Linked DNA regions of Capsicum annuum: region 2 is linked to region 1. The links are chromatin contacts, called in public Hi-C maps. All regions are on one chromosome and are shown on one strand. The core of a region is the stretch at or near the end of the contact, and the rest is flanking DNA. Distances in the headings are between cores, read along the strand shown.

Evidence for each region. A called contact is a pair of places that touch in the nucleus more often than the background predicts.
Region 2: a Hi-C map of leaf shows a contact between it and region 1, with 2.0 times the contacts expected there. The contact joins two enhancer-like sites. A contact is called at or near these places in 2 of 5 Hi-C or Micro-C datasets (leaf and placenta).

The regions. Positions count from the first base shown.
Region 1 is chr1:164,254,772-164,262,313 of UCD10Xv1.1, reverse strand. It overlaps LOC107841055 (mitogen-activated protein kinase kinase kinase NPK1), which reads right to left. Exons shown (of 17, transcript XM_016685066.2): 17 at 6,892-7,412. The coding sequence ends at 7,321. Among protein-coding and RNA genes, the nearest start is that of LOC107841055, 12 kb to the right of the region's middle. Within about 2 kb of position 2,898, at least 2 of the 5 cell types and tissues checked have an H3K27ac peak or open chromatin away from gene starts, as enhancers often do.
Region 2 is chr1:164,435,214-164,442,810 of UCD10Xv1.1, reverse strand. No RefSeq gene overlaps it. Among protein-coding and RNA genes, the nearest start is that of LOC124892598, 8.5 kb to the right of the region's middle. Within about 2 kb of position 4,205, at least 2 of the 5 cell types and tissues checked have an H3K27ac peak or open chromatin away from gene starts, as enhancers often do.

The DNA.
Region 1 (7,542 bases), core at 1,649-4,148:
TTGACATAAATTTGTTTGTCTCTGAATACTCTAACAAAACTCGTACCCTTTAGTCTTGTTCATTGCGCCATCAAGAGGGCGCTTTGTTGCACCTTCTGTGCCTGAGGTGATGATTTTGGTATTTTAAAAATGTCCTCGCAACCGTGCTTTGAGTGCAATCTTTTCAGTAGGTGCCACGTGTCTTCCAACTCGATTTTCCCCATAAAAAATATATTTTATAAAAAAATATATATTAATTTTTTAAAATAATTTAGGTCTCCACTTAATTTAATTTAGCTTTAGGTCGCTAATACCACGGATGATTATAGTATGGGTCTGCCCATATATCCAAAAACGCACACTTGCTAATGGTGGTGGCTGCGGAGAATGGAAGAGCACTTTGAAAATAATGTTTTCATCTTTGAATTTTATTTGTTGTCTTTTGAAGAAAAGAATGAAAAGATTTCATAAAATGGTTTTAGCCCACCCCAACGCACAATTCTTTAAGTTGCATTGATCAAATCACACATCCAAATTCTCAAGTTTCGTGACCTAATACTCCGTTCTTTCCACTTGTTAGAAAAAATAATGGCATTTTCCTTTTTTTTAAAAAAACAATTTAATTGTAGCTCCTTCATTTTTTTGGGAACCTATGAAAATGCATAATTTCTGTCATAATCTTAGTTCTTTGTGTGAGCACTTTATGGTAATTAACTTACTTATTGTGTAATAATTCGCAAATCATATAGAAAATATAAAACACACTAGATAAGGCTCATACGATGAGCCCTTGACTGAGTGACAAATGAAGGTTGGATTTGATCCCAAGTCCACCTCTCTAGCTATCACTCAACCATGCCCCTCCGGCAATTTTAGCTCTTTTATTTACTCTTATAATCACATAATTATTTATGATATATTTAAGATCATAAGTTCTGAAAATCTTATACAAATATAAATATTACAGCATAAATTTTAATCCTTATTATTACCTTAAATTTAGTGAGTAGTCAAATTATATCCATGTTTGACAAACAATATCTTTATTTCCTAACATACCGATCGAACTTGTGGATTTCCTTCATAATCAAGTAAACATTTTGATGACGATCTCAAAAACTTATGTGTTCAGCACACAACTAGCTAATCTAAAACTTATCCAATAGACCAAAAAGGGGCTCAACGATTGTTATTCTAATAATAATAACAACTTAATTCTAAAAGAGTCTCCAATTGTTCACCAAGAAAATTAAAGTCAGTCCACAATATACATATGAGACTTAATAACTAAGCAACACAAAAAAAGAGAGTACTCCTAAATTGAACAATATATATATGTGGTCGGTGACAATTCCCAAAAGCTTTGATCATAATCAATCTTCTTTTCTTCTTTACCTAAAAGAAGAAGTCTCAAAAGCCAATTACAGAGAGACGTTTTGTTCAATAAACTATAATCTTTTTTCCCCTCTCCCACCACCATCCTTTTGCATAACTTTCTCAAGTGTTTCTAGTCCATTAAAAAGCTTGAAGATGACATAATATTAGTCAATGAATAAAAAGAGACGGATATATGTCATCTGAGTTGCAATATAATGGAGCACAGTTTGATTAATATTAATGATTGTGGCTTAATGATAGAGTGCAAAATAGTTTAGGATTAGGATGTTGAATTCTAATAATGTATTTGCAATATATTAATTCAATATTTTATAGTTTATGATTGGGATGTAAAATTATAATATTATAGTACAATATATAGTCATAGAGATATATTCAAATCATCTATGTGCATGAGTTAGTTCTGAAGCGAAAACGTATGAATTTGTATTTTTACTTGAGATATCGTGCTATTAACTTTTTATGCTATCAGAATTTTGGTTTCAACCTAAGTTATTCTGTATTTTAAATTTTATTCCATGTTCAACTTCGCTACTCTTTTTCTTTCATCACAATCGATCTCTCCATCAATTAATAATATTATAATATATCTCATAATATTGAAATTCTCAAACAGTCTTTTTTGGAGAACCCAAATAAGCCAATTGATGCAGGCTCTGAAAATCGATGATACTATGTGAAGGAATCGTCATCTAAAATTATGATAACCACAAAGGATGACGGAAAACCATCTAACTTAGAAAAGATGTCTTGATGGAAAGTTTGTTAACTTGAAAAATGAATGAAGAGTCAATGTTTTTTTAGTATTGGTTGCATTTCGGCCAAACGAAAGGATAATTACCTACAAGCTAACAAGGATGAGGAATTTCAATTGAAGCAAAGAATTCAAAGTATCAAGATGAGGTTAAAACTTGTAAATGAATAGATAAAAGAATTCAAAGAAATTTTAGATAGTCTTATAGCTATACACAAATTGTTAGATGAAGAAAGCAAAGCAAAGTATATAAACTTTGCTAAAGTTGTTGAAAACAAATACAACACCTTAAGGACTGTTATGCCAGGCAAAGGTCTATATTTAACATGCACTTAATTTGTTAAATGCACAGAAAGGGTACAATATGAGAGAAGATATAAGGATTATGTCCTATTTAATTAATTAAATTTTTATATGAGATGTTAACACAATTTAATAATTTAATATCATCACTTGGAGAAAACACAAAAGGTCCCTTTCAAAGTTGAAAACTAATACTCATGAGGCTTCAAATGGCAATATTCAAGATTTGTTGTCTTAGGCTAACTACCCAACATAAATGGAATCACCATTAAAAAGTTTAAACTTTTGTGTGAAAAGCACACATTTTACATTCTAAAGACACCAATAGTCACACTCCACACAACCTTTTAGTCCAATAATATTAAATCTTTAACTTCCAAAAAGTAGATGATGTATGCAATGTCTTATTACTTGCCTTTTGGATAATACTTATTTTTTTTCCTTCCTCTAGCCCCACCAACCCAAAGGTCCAAACCATGTTGTGTGACCCCCCTCCCCACCCACAGACCCTTTTCCTGGATGCCACATCCATTCTGCACATGTGATTATTAGGCCTCTCTAGATTTCAAATTCTTGATTTTGTTTTCTCGTTCTTTTATGTTTTGCTAATAGTTTAGTGTCATGCTGGGGGGAAGACGTAATTATTTCGAACAATTAGCTTTACGTCATAAAGTGGTTGGATATACTTGGGTCAGTAAAATTATTACAAACATTACAATCAAATTCATGCCTCTTAAACATGTACAATTATGTAAACCAAAAAGGTTCAAATGTCCTTAAAACGAAAAAGACACGTATAGTGCAGAAAATACGTGAATTAATTGTACCAATTTTTTTTCTTTAAAAAACTAAAGACAAAAATATATTTATAAAGAGAGTATAATTCTTCTCACCAAAGATATGAACATACGTTACATATCAATATGTTGTTTACATTGTTACATTGTTAATAGGTAGGAGAAACGACGATACTAACTTAGGCTAAACTATTTACAGTCAAATTTAGAAATTGGTGATTGGCTTTGATTGCTACATAAATATGAGCAGAAAGAAAATGTTAAATTTGTACATGTTAAAGAAATGTTAAATTGTTAACAGAGGACATATCTACTCGCTTTTCCAAACTTTAAGGATATATTTGGCTCTTTTTCGCTTATAAATCAGTTACTTAGATTAATTAGGACCTCTAGTTAATTAAATTAGGGTCATATTTGGATCGGCTATTGAAAGGTAAGAATATATGTGAGCTAAACTATCAGCGAATGGAATATTTAATTTCCTCAATTTCAAATATTTAAGGATATATTATATTTGACCTTTTTTCTTATTAAGTTAATAAAAATATATTTCTAATAATTTAAAATTTTTCATAGTTGTATAACATAACATGACATAGAGCAGGCAGAAGAGGTCATGAATTATAATAATTTCATTATCACTCATTTGGTGTAGTGGACTCATAAACAGAATCACTTATACGTGAAAGGACGTGCGGATACATAATCAAATAATATAAATAAAAAAATGCATAACATTAATCAATGAACCTCAAGTCCTAATCAATTAGTTGTTCCCTGAATAAATCTTATGAATAATTGCTTTCACAATTTCCAATCATCATGTAGCAATATAAGAAACAAACACGATATTAAACCAATGAATTTGTATCCACTAACTAGTGTGTATACTTATCCAATATTAGGTTTCAACTTTCTTGGAGCCACACAGCACGTTTTCTTTTTTGGGGTACCTTTTGTCATATTTTGTGAAGTATAGGACAAATAGGTTTTGAATTTATTGAATTTGGAATAATTGGGAGCAGACCATTTTTTTTTTTGTTTTAAAAAATAAATAAAAGTTGAGTAATAATACCATTTGTTGGTGAAAAGGGTGTGAAAGGAAGTAGATGAAAATCAAATTACACCTGATAATAGCTTAAAACTACACCATCAAACATTATGATGGGATAGATATAAAATCTTATTATTTTTAATTAGAGATTTCAATTTGAAAACTAAAAGTGAAAAAAAAAAATCCTAATAGCCAAGACTTTCTTTTAATTTACCTTATATGTTGTGAATTCGGATGAATTTAAGTCTCCAAATAAAGTATTGAATACAAATTGAAAAAATAAAAAAAATGAATCATGAAACGACTAAAAAATAATTTAAACAAACAAAAAAAGAAATACTACTCCTTTCATCTCAATTTATGTAGCACACTTACCTTTTAAGTTCATCCCAAAAAAAAGATCACGTTAATATAATTTGAAATATTTTAGCGTTAAAATTTTTTTTAACAAAATAATTTATAGCCACATAAATATTAAAGAATTATTTTAGATCATAAATTTTATAAATCTTTCATCTTTTTGAAATATTATGTCAAGTAAAGGATTAAGGATAGAGGACGTAAAAGATTTGAGTAGTATCTTAGTGGTACTTGCAACTTCACACAACATCAAGGTTTCAATCCTATCAAAGTTCCTCTACTGTTCACTGCCAACTTTTACATCAGAAAATAAAAACGAAGAAAGAAAAATTTACCACCTAAAGTGCAAACAACAAAATCTTTAGAATTGCGACATGGAATAAAGTTCAATTAAATCTCTTTTATTGAAAAATTCTATTACAAATAATTAGAAAAAAATAAATATTTTATTATTATCATTATGAATAAGCTATTGAGTTCCCTTTGGCCTTGACCCCATCAAAGAAAAATTAATATGGTATTCAGTATCAAATGTGACATTATAATATATTTTTAAATTTTCTTATATAAATTTCGGTTTCCGTCATTATATTCGTCGTGAACTTTCACGGTGATTTCATTTGATCTCTTAAGATATTTTTCCTGACCTCCTCAAATCTAGGTCTCTCTCTCTCTCTTTTTTTTTTTAAAAAAAAAGAGTTATTTATATTTGCAAAAGATGTAAAAGACATTACCAACTCATCCATTTCAAAAATCTTTTATGTCCACTTTAATCATTAGTTTTCTCCTCAAATCTTTCACAAAATCTAACACTCAGCTACTTCATTCAAACATTCAAACAAAGCTATACACAAAAACAAATTTTTTTGTGCGTGCATGTACCACAATCTTAAAGCTAAAGAAAAGATCTGGAAAAAAAATAGAGTCAACAACCTAATCTTTCTTTTTCTCAATCAAATATATTTTACTATGATAGATTTTTTCTGTCTGGAAACATACGGAATATTGGTTGTTGATTCATCGCTTTGATGGGAAAAATAATTGCCAAGACATGTTAAATCATGTTTTGGTGACTTGGACAAAAACATGGGTCGGTGCTTCATGTAAATTTAAATCATTCTTGTCCAAACTCTATGCTTTCTTTGACTTCAATGAAGAAATTAACTATTTTGCCGCCAAATTTTCCAATATTTGAATTTTGAAATATTCCTGCTTATTTAATTTAAGGTGGTTTGGCGCAGGGATAAGGTGGAATATCCGGTATTAAGGGTTGGGATTAAGATTATACTTTGTTTGGTTGAACTTATCTTCAATCAAATAAAGTTTAGATATCCTGCCTTATCCCATCCAACTTGTTACTAATAACATTGTCCGCGAGCCAAACAATTGGTCTGATAAAGCAAATAGGACCTCCGTTACGAAAGAATAGCAAAGTTTTGAGAGTATGAGTAACACATCCAATTTTAAATGTGAAAGATGTTGATTCTTTTAAAAAGATTTAACATAATCACAGTCTGCAAAAAGTTCAATAAGAAAGAAGTTTTATAGTAAGAATTTTTAGGAAGTGCTCGAAAATAAGTGCCTATTTTCTTGGACAGTGGGAGTAACATATTCTTTTGACAATTCTATGGTTGATTTTTCATAGTCACTCGGCTGGTAATTATTATTTCAGTCTTTATTTTTTATTTCAATTTTCTTCAACAAAAAAAGTGATTTTTAGAGATAATAACACTATTAGTTGAGTAACAATTTGAGTAATCAACTCGATAATTCCTTAGTGGTTCCTGCCATAAGTATAATTCCACAGGTTGTTACAAACCTGTAATAAGTAAAATTCTAACATTCTGCTCAACTTTAGTATCTTTAAAAGATCTACTGAACTTTAGTATCTTTAAAAGATCTACTGAACATCTAAATCTTGACCATGTTACCGATTTGAAATTTCTTCAGGTCTAGTACCATGGTCTTTATTATACTGTATTGTTCTGCCATTATCAATTGCCACAATGTATACACGTCAACACCTTGTATAACATAAACTGCTTTCCAAAATGCATTTCTGTCACACAAGATCTGACTTAGTCAAGATGTTAATGATCATGTTTTACTACTGTACGATGTTTAGTTTCATATGCTTTCACATCCTTTAAGTTTACGAACATCTCGCATAGTCAGACAATAATACTATCAACATGGGAATTCATAGATACAGAAGGTGCTTAGGACCAGCAGTTGACATTTAATGATTCACTGTAAATAAAGGTAAAATACATTAATAGATCACATTTTACAAATAGTTCAACAGATGAGAACTCAAATTTACTCTGTATTGGCAAATACCATGAGATAACAGCTTATGTAGGTGAAAAAAGCCTGCAGCTTTCGTTTTCTTACAATGCCCTCTAGGAGAGAAATCAAATGTACACAACAAATTATTTATATTTTATCACAAGATTTGGAGATATATCCTGCAGCAACAGCTCGCTCAACCTGACAAGCGCTGATACTCCTGTAGTAACAGCTCACTTCGTCATTGATGAGAACCTCTAATCCTCCAAGAAAACCACACATTCATCTACCTTGCCAAGACATCTAAGTGTCTCTTCTGTGATTGCAGGATCACTAATTATATTCTCCAAACTGACTTTAATTTAGAGACACGGGTACATAATTATTTATCTCCCAGGAGATGCAAACCTTGATTTACTTCTACATCGATTTAAAATTGGATCTGTTGGTGGCGATAAATTGACCGCCTGACGCATCTCTGCAGTACAAAGAATTTCAGCATCACAAATACGTATTAATCAATCAATCAAGAGGTAACTCAAACGCCTTTTAACAATAGTAACATAGACTTCCAGGAAATACTAATGGAAGATTGGAAAGAATTTGAC
Region 2 (7,597 bases), core at 2,956-5,455, 180 kb before region 1:
TAAATTTACATATAATATGAAATATATATATATATATATATATATATATATATAAATTATAATATATTATTTATATAATTTTGATTTTTCGGTTTATCCGATTTTTTTTTAAATTTTGAAAACCAAACCGTTTAACCAAATTTCTAAAATTTGAAATCAAAACCAATCCGGAAAATCGAAAAACTAAACCAAAATTAAATTTCGATTCGGTTTTTTAATTTTTTCTATTTAAACTAAAATATGCCCCAGCCCTACTTATATTTATGTGTTCGTTATGCAAATTAGATAAGTATATGTTTTCTAAAAGTATTTGTATATATTTAACAAAAAGACTAAGAACAAATATGATAAAAAATGTGAGATAATAAAAAAGTTTTGAATGGTAGGGGTTGGGGTTGGGGTGGGAGATTGAGGGGCGGAGTAGGGATGGGTGATTTTGAGAGTTGTACGAATATTTCAATTTAATAGTGATGTTGAAAGAGAGTTTTGGAAAATATTTTTCTTACTTTTTGTAGGAAAGTCATTTTTCTTAGTTTTAAGGAAAATAAGTTGATTTGAAAAATATTTTCCAAAATCTGTAAGCCAACCAAACAGGAGAAAATTAAAAAACATTTTCCAGAAAATATTTTCGTTCGTACCAAACACACCCTTAATGTAAGTTTGGTTTATTTTTCTCAAGTGGCCATCCGCTTTACAATTTGTTCTAAACTCGGTCACTTAAACTAATTGTTGTCACTTAAAATTTCCAACTTCATTATGAGCTATTTACGAAAGTCAGTAAGTAACTAAGCTAATTGCGTACCTATAAGGAGAAATAATTAGATGAAACCTTGTATTTGTCTGAATTTGTAATGTGAATATTTTTACTTTATCATATTGTTATTTCAATCCTCAAACCCATCAAAACATGATATTTTAAGACATTTTTTCATCCGATTAATATAAGCATAATACAACCGACTACACGTGGCATGCTGCATTATTTTTAAATGATACATAATAAATTAAATATTAAAAATACATATAAAATATAAATAATATTTTCTTTATAAAAAAGAAAAAAGCAAAACAAAATCTGGTCTCCGCCCCCCCCCCCCCCCGGGCCGCCCCCCAATTCTTTTTCACCCCAACAACAGACACAACAACAACAACAATGGAGAAATCTCTCCATTTTCTTTATGTTACCTACCACCCACTTCATTCCCTCTCCGGTCTCCGCCGCCCTCAACCACCACTTTTCTTCATCTCCCTCCATCTTCTCTCCTTCGCCACCTCTGAAGAAGCCGTCACCGAACGTCGTAAACACAAACATCGCCTCTATATTGAACACCATTTATCCCTCTTCCGTCAATAAAATCAACAACCTCGTCCTACTAGCTCCGTTAATAACCCTAACGCCCTCAACATCCCGAAAATATATCTCCACTTTCCACTAATCGGCTGAATTTGAACAGTCAAATTTTGAAATTGATTCGAATGAAGCTGCTTTGTACACGCGTCATTCTATTGACGCAAAAGGATAATTTTGGATAGTTTGGTCACTGATTTATGAAGATGGCGTTTTTCGACGAAATCTTTATCGAAAAAATCAGAACTGAAAGAGCCCATGCTGAAGAAGGATGGGGGACGGGAAGGGGGGAATGATTTGGCTGGATGTATAGTGGTAGTGCTGGTGGGGGTGGAAGGGGAGAGGGCAATGAAGAAGAAGAGGATGGAGGATTTTGGGATTTTTTTAAAAAAGTCTTTGCCTCTTTTTTTTTTAATTTATTAATTTCCATTTAAAAAAAAAAAACTTATTTTTCTTTTTAATACGTTTTAAAAAGAATGATTTTTTTTTATGGCAAAATTTTAACTTTAACTTTTCACGTGACATATTTAAGACCACAAGATCAAAGGATATTTTGATAAATTTGATATAACTTTAATCTAGGACTATAAGATTCAAAAGTATTCTTTATTTTTTTAAATTTCGTGTCAGATCAAACTAGTTTATTCTTTTTGAAATAGAGAGAGTATTTTTTAAATTTACAATATATTTTTAAATGAAAAATATTGATTTCACTCGCTTAAAAATACATATTTGCATGCGTTTTTCCAGCTCAATAATTTAATGTCATATATGCTCGGTTAATATTCAAAAAAATTCAATAAAACATAAGACAAGTATTACGAGAATTTGTCTGATCATTTCGCCTACATATAATATCATCACCTTACAAGCTATTCTACAAACACCACTAAACTAATATTTGTTACTTTAAAATCACTGAACTTATAAAGGCTGGTAAATTAGAAAATAAATACTAGTTATTAATAAAAGATTATTAAAGCATCCAACGGAGTGACTAAGTGTTTGAAAAAGTGAGTTGAGAATTACAATTACTTAGGTTTAAATTTCAACAAAGATAAAAATATTGAGTGATTTCTTACGATATGTATGGAGTTAGCAGGTAAAGGAAGTTTATGCATTTTTAAAGTGGCAATAGTATATATATATATATAAACTACTGAGTCTTCGTAAATTGTAAATCTGTAACTATCACATGCTGGACTCGCTACTAATAGCTACGACAGGTAGTTGTTGAATTAATCGAGGTACACACTGACCCCATATACCATTTTAATATATTATTAAAAAAAAATAACTAAAGTCACAAAATTTAAAACTAGTGATTGTTTGAGAAATTAAATGTGTGTGAAGTGGGATGGTGTCACTTTCTCCTTTTATGTTGCTGGAAATAATATAATGGTAAGTAAAAGTCAGCAAATGGATGCATAAATTGGGGAATTTTAGCCACCCTGTGGTGTAAAATTGCCGGAAATCCATCCACCAAACATGACAAAATGAATGTTTGGAAATGTACAATCCAACACAAAGAATAACATGTCTCATGTGAATTTCAATTTTGAAGTGCGCTCAAAGTTTCATGCATTAAGGTCAAACATTTTGAACATCTTTTATTACATATTTATAATGACTATATTATACTATATTTCTATAGATAGACAAGACGTTTCTTAGATAAATTAGCAAATTCAGCAATGTTTAAGAAATATGCTGCCACATATGATATAAATGACTGCCATCTAAAGTAACTTTTGTTTCTTCTTTTAATTTCTCTCCATAATTCTAAAGTAATCTCAGCTTTTTTTTATTATGGTTGTTATTTTCTGTCATACGCCTCTCTGTCTTTTTTGAATCTCAGAAAAAGTTACACAAAATTGTTCAACTATTGAAATTATCAGAAAGTCACTAAAATTGTACATTTTCTTCAGAAAGTTACTGAAACGAATTAAAGGAAAGGGAAGAAAATAGTTTTCTTACATTTGTTTTGCCTGAAAGGTTAAAAAATAAAGTAAGATCTCATACAACTTTTTGCAGAACGTCATTTCTTGTCCAAAATCTTTTCAAATTATCAATATTTTCATGCTTAACATAACAATTCAAAAGAAAGAAAAAACATCCGACAATTTCCTTTTCCTTTTTTCTAACAACCAAACGAAAGTGGTGCAACGTCAAATAATATATCTTGGACTTGGAGGCAGAACTGGTCTCTAATCTATTTAGGCGCGGAGCTAGCGTGTTAGTTACAACTTACAAGTTCGATCATACAAATAATTTTGGTTCAAATCCTATATTTATCTTGAAAATGAAAATTATTTGATAGTTTTTCATAATATATGAATGGGGGTTATCACATAATGAAAAGTAAAAAGGCTTTATATATTAAAAACTTTGATATTTTTAATTTTAATTTTTATTTGAATTAATATTTAAATAAGCGAGTCTATTCGATCATGATATAAGATGAAAATTTTGAATATATAATCTTCTTCCAACTCTAAAAATACAAGTATCTTTTCATGAAATAGCTACGTTAATTTACAGTACATGGTAACTTTGTTATATCTTAAAGAAATGTTTAACTTTGTTGTATCTTAAAGAAATGTTAAACTTTGTTGTATCTTAAAGAAATGTTTATATTTTTCTAAAAATATGCAGGGAATATATGTTCAAGAAAAGTAAAAAATTATACTTTATTTCTTGAGGACCCAAAAACAGCAATAATAATAATAATGAACCTACACTATATAATTGTACGGACAAGATGTGAAAAGAATTTAGAGTAACATACTTTAGTGATAGAGACAAGCTATCAAGCATAAAAAGATTCTAACAATGGAAAAAGTGGAAGCACACAACTACTATTTATCACGACTTTTCAAAGTTGTAGCAGGAAAAAACTGGTGCAAAATTGGAAATCTTTATGGAGGTAACATGACAGACCAAAACATAATTGTCCATCATCATCATAAAAATTTGACCTAGCCAGCTTAGCATAATTAGTTTGAAGTCTAAGAATTTAATTTAGAGTTTAACTTATTGTTGGCCCTAATTCCTAACCCTACTCATCTAGTAGGAGTTACCTAACTCCACACTTGGAGTTCAACTTCTGGTGTTTACTTTTGGAAATTGTTGCTGCGAAACTTTAGGAGAAAGGTTGGTTGTTTGATCATTTCCTTTTTGGGGAAAATATTTGCAATTTTTTTTTAGAAAGACTTTATATATATACACACACATATCGACAGTGTAATCAATTTGTTACATTATCGGTGTAGTTAAGTTAATCTATTAATAACATCATTATCACTCTCTCAAAATGGAATCTATTCTACTCAAAATGGAATCTATTCCAAACATATATGCCATGGTTCCTTACTTCGACAGGGTACAAATATCTAAATTTGATATTTTTAGATACTTTTTCAGACCTATTGCCGCTCCAAACTTTTTGGTAAGATGGATCAACTCCTGGAACCTTAACTTTGAAGCGGACCAACCTTACATGCATTCATAATCGAGACAAATACATTAATATCGCGAAAGAGAAAGCATTTTGTACTTATTTCATATCTATATCTATCTATCTCTCTATATATAAAAGCAAAATATAAGCAAGACAAGACGTCACGTGTCAAGCTATTAAAATAGCCACGTGGCAATTTTTAAGACAATATTAAAAAATATTTTAAGACAAAGTTAAAAATATTGTAATAATAATTTTGAATTGAAAAATTAAGTATTTAAATTTGATAAGTTATCCTTTTAAAAAAAAAAAAGATTTTCATTATTGTAAAAATAGAAACTAATAATTAAAGAGTTCTAATAGATATGTACTATTTCAAACTTATCTCTTATAAAATTTAAATGTTATAAAATAAATTTAAATATAATTTATTTACATACTAGGGAATCTATATCTATAATAATAATTAGTTGTAATAGTGTTGGCAATTATAGTAATAGTACGTACATAGAATGTAGAACAACAACAACAACAACAACAACAACAACAACAATAATAATAATAATAATAATAATACAAAAATAGCAATAGTAGTACATACATAAATGGTAAATAATATGATTTGATTTAAAATTATTTTTAATTTAAATATAATATTAGAAGATAAATATGTATTGTATTTAAAAAATTAAAGATAGTGAAGAACTTATCATCTTTCAACAAAACATATCTTAACCAAATTGAAAAGTTCAAATTAATTTTGAATTTAATTTGATTATAACTTCTACCTTTATTTTAGTGTTTTAGTGTTATCTCATCTCTTAGTATTTATTCTAATCTAATTTGAATTTGAATTTAAAATTAAGTTAATAATGATAATAATAATAATAATGATAATAATAATGATGATAATAATAATAAGATAATAATAATAATAATAATCATAATAATAATAATAAAACAAAAATAGTAATAGTAGTACATACATAAATGGTAAATAATATGATTTAATTTAAAATTATTTTTAATTTAAATATAATATTAGAAGATAAATATGTATTGTATTTAAAAAATTAAATATAATGAAGAACTTATCATGTTTCAACAAAACATATCTTAACCCAACTTAAAAGTTCAAATTAATTTTGAATTTAATTTGATTATAACTTCTATCTTTATTTTAGTGTTTTAGTGTTATCTCATCTCTTAGTATTTATCCTAATCTAATTTGAATTTAAATTTAAAATTAAGTTATTCCAACTCTTTATCTTTATCTCAACTGCAATTAAAAAATTATTTCAGCACTATAAATACGCCGATACACAATTGCCAATATTCAGGAAAGTTTTATATGTTTTACAATTGATGATGATCTAGGGTTTCAGATGAATTTTTCTTTTGAATTATTGATTGGATTTTTTCAATTTATGTTGTTATTTTTTTCTTTATTTTGATAACCATCTTATCAAGTTTTCTCAGTTAATGGCTACTGCTCAGGTTTTCTCAGATAATGGATACTGCTCGAGGCTACAACGGATCGTTTGAATTACCTTTCATGCGTGTGAATATATTTTTTCTTTTGAATTAGCTTCCTGCACTTTCACGTTTTTCACTGTTTAATTTTTTTTTTGGTTTTAATATTTTTATTTATTATATGTAGATTAGTGATAACCGTATTGCAGGCTATTTTTTTCTACTATATTCATCTCTGAATTCAAGTAAGTAAATATTTATTTTGATATTGAATTTCAATTTTAAAAATAATTAAATCGAAGTAAAGTTCTATCTTCTTAACTTCTCTTATATATACTCCTATATTGATATATAATTTTAAGTTTCTTTCTCCTTTGTTTTAAGGTTGAATTCAAAGAAAAAAGTTGAAAAAGGATGAATACGAGATGAGAAAAGAGGGGTTTTGCATATATCTTAATATTTTTATTTTTGCAAGAAATTAATCTACTCAATGTGTGTTTTCACTTTTTGTAGGCTTTTCTTTGATAATTAGTTAAGGAAAAGGATAATGAGAATGTTGTAAACCAAATGAGAAAACATATAATGATAAAGATTTATTGATATTTACATTTTTTAACTCTGCAATTATAGGAAAATTCACGTATAGAAAAATTTGGAGAAAAAGAATTATAACAACAGAACCAAATAGAATATAATTTTAAGAATATTGCTACGTGCATCTGAATATGCATGACACTTTTATCTGAAGTGTTATGAAAAATAGTAACTATCACATTAAAGATCTCTAATGCCACCAAGTCTCTTTTCTGGCGAAAAAGACCTTCAATTGGAATTCTTTTTGAATTGTATACCGTATATATCGTAGATTCTTTCCCCTATTAATTTCTTTGAATTTGAATAACAAATTAATTTTCTTTTAAAACAAATTAATAAGATATTTGAAATTTGAATTTAAATAAAATTAGAATTGAAATGAGCTCTAGCTTCTTAGTGTCTCTTATATATACTCCTATATCATTGATTTTATTGTTGAATTTGTTTACTACTTTTTTTGTGTTCTTCATTTTATAAAAAATATATTTTTGATTTTATATTTTTTCTTTTTTATATGCAGGAATGATATTATTTTTTCATCTTCATCGTCCTCTGTTAATGAAAACAAAGAAAAACAAGTCCACAATCATTTATGTTATCAGGGGTGGCTCAACCATATTTGTGGCCTAAGGCGAAGATCAAACAAAGACCTTAAATTTTAAAGAAAAAATAACCCTTTTCGAATGAACTTTATTTTCAAAATTATATAATCGATTTTTTCT